Regions from separate parts of the Sus scrofa genome. Here region 2 is linked to region 1. Evidence: chromatin contacts called from public Hi-C data. All regions are on one chromosome and are shown on one strand. Each heading gives the region's core, a stretch centred on a gene start, on an enhancer-like site or on the middle of the called end of the contact. The rest is flanking DNA. Distances are from core to core; before and after follow the strand shown.

Region 1 (2,873 bases), core at 209-2,708:
CATCCTCATGGATACGAGTAGGGTTTGTTAACCACTGAGCCATGACGGGAACTCCCCAATAGTGGGTATTAAACTGGGGTTTGAACCCAGGAAATCTGGCTCTACAAGCAGCGATCCTGATTAGTATAATACCGTTAGCATTAAAATCATAATAATGAATATGATTAAGAGTCAACTATCTGTCAAGCACTGTTATTGACAAAGTGAAGATGAAACCTTATGCATCCAAATGACCTTGGAGACAGAAGCCAGTAGGTTGCCCAAGAGATCAGAATTCCAGAAGTAACACCCCTCATGATTTGGGGAAGAGGGGTGGAGAGGGGGGTTGTGGTTAAGAGTGGGGCAGAGTGGCCCAGGGGAAAATGATTTTCTGCAGCTGATCTGCAGCTCCATGCATTTCTTTGGCTCAAGCCGTTTTCAAAGCCAGCTTTTTCCTATTTCTGAGTCTGATATAAGTCTCTCCAGCATTTTGCACGTGGTTCCTCATTACCTTCCTTCCCACACACCTATTTTCTTTTTGTCCTGCTTTGTGCTTCAAACCCAGCTCAAAGCTCAAGGGTCAAGGGAACAGCCCAGACTCGGGGGCTTACGCTTGAAGGTCTTTCAAAAGCTTTTTATTTGATTCCCCTCCTCCTTGCCTAGTTGATATTGATCTAAATGAGGGATCTCTGTGCAGTTAGGCGGTGGAATTGGGTAAATGAACCACCAACCCCCAAATCAACCTGGGCCCACTTGTGCTTTTTCCAGGTTAAACCTCTCCACCAGGCTCATTGCAGTGACGCCAACACCCGATGTCTTCAGTGCGCCTGGAAAACAACGGTCCAAGGCACGAGCAGTCAGCAATCTCTATAAAGTAATGAAAATAGCACATGGAAGTTCTAACGCTATTTATTTTGCAATGTCAAATCAATCCACTTTCCCAGCGTCCGGCAACTTGATTGAACTGGGCATCCCGCTGCAGGATACGCCTCCGAACTCTCCTTAATTACATATTCGGCTGTTTGCAATCAAGACTTGGCGTAGCAGTTCTGATAACACAGAACGAACGGGCCTCTTCTCGGAAGCCTGCAGTAGCAGCGGCGGCAGCAGCAACGGCAGTTTTCCCGCCCTATCGAGCGCTCCCTAGATGCGAGGTACTGCGCTAAGCGTGCCAGCGTGCTTGTCCCCGAGGTCGGCGGCTGCACCCTCCGTGCCGGGCGCTTGCAGCCATTGTCGGGTGGGCGCCTAACCGCGTGCCGACACGCCCTCTCGGCTCCGCAACCAGCCGCCTAGGAGAAAGGGGGCTGCTCGGCGCAGGAGGCTCCCACAGGGGCGGAATCCTTCTCGCACCGCTAGCACGCTCACCCGCCAGCCGGCTCCTCTCCGAGGCCGGCGCCCCACGCGCCTCCCGGGCACGCGCTCCCAGCCCCGCCCGCGTGCGGCGGACGCACGGCCCCGAGAGCGCGCCCTCCCCGCGCCGGACGCACGGCCGCGAGCGCGCGTGCGCCCCTGCGAACGTCCCCGGGAGCCCAGCTGGAGCGAGCGCCCGGGCCCGGCGCGCAGGACTGAAAAGGAGGCGGCGGCCGTGGCTGCGAGCAACAGATCCCGGCGTCTCGAGCAGACCCGTTCTTGCAGCTGGGCGATTTTTTTTTTTTTTTAATTTCAAGAACGTTTGTTAAATTAGAAAATCTTGCATTTTTAAATGGCGCTGGCCCCGGGTCAGCGGGCGGTTTTCTCTTTTTCAAGATGGGCTTTGCTGTTTCTGCCGTGGGCACCAGTGGTGGCCTGATTGTCAGTCTTGTCCGGGCATTTTTAAGGCCAGGAGCAGAGCACTGCATGTAGGCGCCCTACAGAGCGGTTTGGCTTTTTAAATTATTTTATTATTTTGGGCAGAGAACAGTCGATCTCGGGCATTTCGTCCTCTTTGCACAAGAGGCTGCGAGTTGGAGGTGGGTCGCTCGGAGGGTGAAATTACTCCCGGGGTGAGCGATCCCCAGCTCCGCACACAGTCCAGGCGGCCCCGAGTGTGTGTCCTGTCCCTGCTGGCGCTGGGAAAATGGAGGCTGTGATTGAGAAGGAATGCAGCGCGCTCGGAGGCCTCTTCCAGACTATCATCAGCGACATGAAGGTAGGACGCCGGGGGCGCGGCTGCGGCGGCGGCGGCCGCCGTACAGTGACCTCGCTACCAGGCTTCGCCTCCGCCCCGGGCCAGCCGCCGGGCCCTTGCCTGCGCGGTGGCCGCCGGCCACCTGCGGGAGCGCTCCGGCCCGGATGTCACCTGCTCACCCGGGGCGCCGCTCCGGGCTAAGCTGGGTCACCTGGCGGGCGGCTTCTCTGGGGGTATCTGATGCCCTCTGCCCTGTCCCCCGCTCATTGTCCCAGGGGGCGGCACCATCTCGTTTCCCTGGGGGCCAAGGGCCCCGGCTCCAAGTTTTCTATTGTCTGTCGCTGGACGGAGTGTCTGCGACCCGCAGAGGCTAGATGCCTGGGCGGACACCTGATTCCCTGGGGTTCGGGGTGGAGGCGCCTGGCGTGGTAGTGGGGAGAGCGTGGGAGCTCTGCCCAGCGGTGGGAAGGAGCTCCCCGGCCCATGAGACTGAGAGGGCTCCCACGTTGGCTTTCAGATTCACCTGGAGGTGATCGGAGCAAATTAGGTATTAATTAGGCTCTTCCAAACCTGGTGAAGGTGTGCATACCTCCCCTCAGCCCTCCCCGGGGCGCGGAGCAGAAGTTCCGAAGCAGTCTTGCGGTGGGGGAGCTGAATGGGGGCTCTTCCTCTGGATGAGGATCCCAGCCTGAAGGCAAGACTAGGTCGCCTTAAACAACTGTATCCCCCACCCACCAAGAGACATAGACTCCAGGTTTTCGCTTGGAAGGATTGTGAGCACTGTGTG
Region 2 (2,719 bases), core at 75-2,574, 50 kb after region 1:
TTTTGTTTTCTTCAGGATGTGATTTAAGCTTCAGACACTCTCGTTTTGTTTGATTGTGTTCCATATAAATTTGGCATGAAATGCTGTCTGTGTCTAGTCACGGGGGCGGGGGGGTGTTTGTGCACATTCACCGGAGGAAGATGTCCTGGTCCTCGCCCCTCCCCACTCTTGCCCCCTCCTCTGAAACAGAGCTTGGCGGGCAGCTGCTTAGCTGGCCTTGCACTTAGCCCTTGGCCCAGGCAGCCCACTTCACCCTGTGCACTGTGTCTGGCCTCCTCCTTCCTGACTGCAGGCTTCATGCTGCCTCACAGGGGCCAAGACTGGCTGCTCCAGCCTCCTCTCTATGTTCTTACCCCATAAGAATGGAGGCTACAGGGAGAGGCTTGCAGCCAGCAGGGCTGAGCCCAGCACGAGGGAGGGAGGCTGCTGAAGACGGCGGTGGCACACACGGTAATAAGTGGCTTCCCCATCCTGCTTTCGCTCTGCATACACATAACCACAAAAATCAGTGCAGCATGAAATGGAAAAGTTCTTCTGGTGCAAACGTGCCTTTGTTGTTAGAGTTAAGAAATTGCAGAGCTTGCTGGTGAAGAACCTTTGATTTGGATTGAATGACAGCCTGTGCCTTTTGTTTTGTTTTTGTTTTTGTTTTTGTTTTGTGGTGTGACCTTTGGCAAGTTGCTTTCATCTCTGTGTACCTCAGTTTCCTCATCTGTGAAGTGGACTTGATTATGGCACCTATGTAGGGTTGCGGGGAAGAGCCTTTGAGAATAGGTGTGAAGGGCCTGGCCCCTCGTAGCCTGCAAGTGCTAAACTATTAGAGTGAAGAAAAAGCTCTTGTTTATCAGTGTGCACGAATGTGCCAGGCACTGTGCTGCAACATGCTTGATATAGAGTAGATCAATGAATCCTTATACAAGAGTTGTTCTGAGAGAGAGAGAGGGTGTTGATTTAAACTGAACAGTGGTCAGGCTGCCATTATCATTGAGATAATATGAAATATGTGTAGGATGGGTATATTTTCATTGTGGATGTTTTAAATACTTACACACACACACACACACACACACACACGCCAGCAATAACAACTGGGACTGGTGCAGAAGAGTCCCTTTCACGGGGAAATAGTTTCTCCGATGTGACCACCGCAGGAGTCCCGGGGTTGGCCCTTGTCTCTGCTGAAGAGGGGGGTGATGCCGAGTGGACACTTAGTGACTTGAGTTTATCATTTGCTCTTTCTTTAAAAGAACGCCCCGGCTCCCTGTGTTGTTTGAACACCACCGTTTGTGTAACGATTCCAAAGTCTAGCTTTTCACTTGGGAGGAGGCGGAACACAACGATCCTCTTCTCTAACACTGACCTTGGGCCTTTACCGCAGTGGGGGTGGGGGTGGTGAGGGGGGCCGGGGGTTCCTTTCTGCTCCGGCTCTGCCCCTTCCTCCCCAGGTAGCCTGGAATAAGATCGCTGACTTGTGTCCATGCGATTAGGCAGCTCCCTTCCTGCGGTCTAAAGAAACCACCCCTGTGGCCCAGAGGGTCTCTGTGGGCTGGCTTAGCTTTCCTCTTGGAGGACGGAGCGCTGGGGTTCGAATAGATGCAGAGCAGCCGCTGTCTAAGAGGCGGCTGGAGTGGCTGTGAGAGCACCTGCTTTGCTCGAGGGGCGTGCCCTTCATTCATACAGTAGAAGCCCTGAACCCGGCCCCGGGAACGTTCCCTGACACCTGCAGCGGGTTATTGAGTTTCTCTATTAAGAGCCCCTTGGTGATCAGGTCCCGGGTGATCTTTCAAAGAGATTCTATGATAGAAGTATTGTAATAATATACTATTAGTGTAATAGGTATTTTATAAACGACTAATACAATAGGCATGTTATATAGTGCACCCTGGAAGCCAAGTGCCATGGTCGTGACATACAAATAGCCTTTTTTTTCTGTCTTTTTTTTTTTTTTTTTTTTTTTTTGCCGTTTTTAGGGCCGCTTCCCACAGCATATGGAGGTTCCCAGGCTAGGGGTCTAATCGGAGCTGTAGCCACCGGCCTACACCAGAGCCACAGCAACGCAGGATCCGAGTCGCATCTGCAACCTACACCACAGCTCATGGCCACACCGGATCCTTAACCCACTGAGTGAGGCCAGGAATCGAACCTGCAACCTCATCATTCCTAGTCGGATTTGTTAACCTCTGAGCCACGATGGGAACTCCCCTTTTTTTCCCTTACAGCTCTCCTCCTTGCTTTTACCTGGGAGTGACGCTGCTCTGCCTGTGTGCTCTCACCTTGCTAGGGGCTTCCTTCTTTGTCACTTTGAACTGAGATCAGAGGCCACAGCTGGCTGGCCCTGGCCCCTGCAGGCTGGATGTCTGGAGGGATGGGGGCCTTTTGGAGGAGATGCCGTCTCACCCCTGGCCCTGGGCTGCCTGCTGCTGGGCCTTGCCTGGGATTCTGAGCTGGGGATTGAGTTGTTGGAGAAGCCCTGTGCCGTAGGTGTGGTGGTCCCAGCCAGAAAAGAAGTTGCTATTAAGAAAATCTCTCCTGGAGGGACCCGTCTGTCTCTCACGCTTTATATACCGAAACCTGAAACTCCCCATGGAACTCCGTGTTTTCTCTGTGTGTTTCCCAGGGCTTAGGGTATAAATAGCAATCAGGAGAACCTGACTTACTGTTTTGCTAACCCTAAATCCCTAAAAAGAAAGGTTCTGGTGAAGATAATAAAAGACTAAAT

The links. A called contact is a pair of places that touch in the nucleus more often than the background predicts.
Region 2: a contact with region 1 is called in a Hi-C map of liver, with 3 times the contacts expected there. The contact joins the enhancer-like site here to the promoter of MTSS1 in region 1. A contact is called at or near these places in 2 of 5 promoter capture datasets (both in liver), 6 of 47 Hi-C or Micro-C datasets (fetal liver, liver and skeletal muscle) and 2 of 2 datasets of contacts at active chromatin or transcription factors (alveolar macrophages and skeletal muscle).

What each region holds. Positions count from the first base shown.
Region 1 is chr4:14,931,832-14,934,704 of Sscrofa11.1, forward strand. It overlaps MTSS1 (metastasis suppressor protein 1), which reads left to right and starts at 1,459. Exons shown (of 15, transcript XM_021088945.1): 1 at 1,459-2,107. The coding sequence starts at 2,036. LOC106509968 (a long non-coding RNA gene) reads left to right here and starts at 2,116. Exons shown (of 2, transcript XR_002343109.1): 1 at 2,116-2,873.
Region 2 is chr4:14,981,482-14,984,200 of Sscrofa11.1, forward strand. All of the region lies in intron 3 of MTSS1 (metastasis suppressor protein 1), which reads left to right. Among named protein-coding and RNA genes, the nearest start is that of MTSS1, 50 kb to the left of the region's middle. Within about 2 kb of position 1,325, at least 19 of the 83 cell types and tissues checked have an H3K27ac peak or open chromatin away from gene starts, as enhancers often do. A contact at or near this core is called in alveolar macrophages, fetal liver and liver, where this site is marked.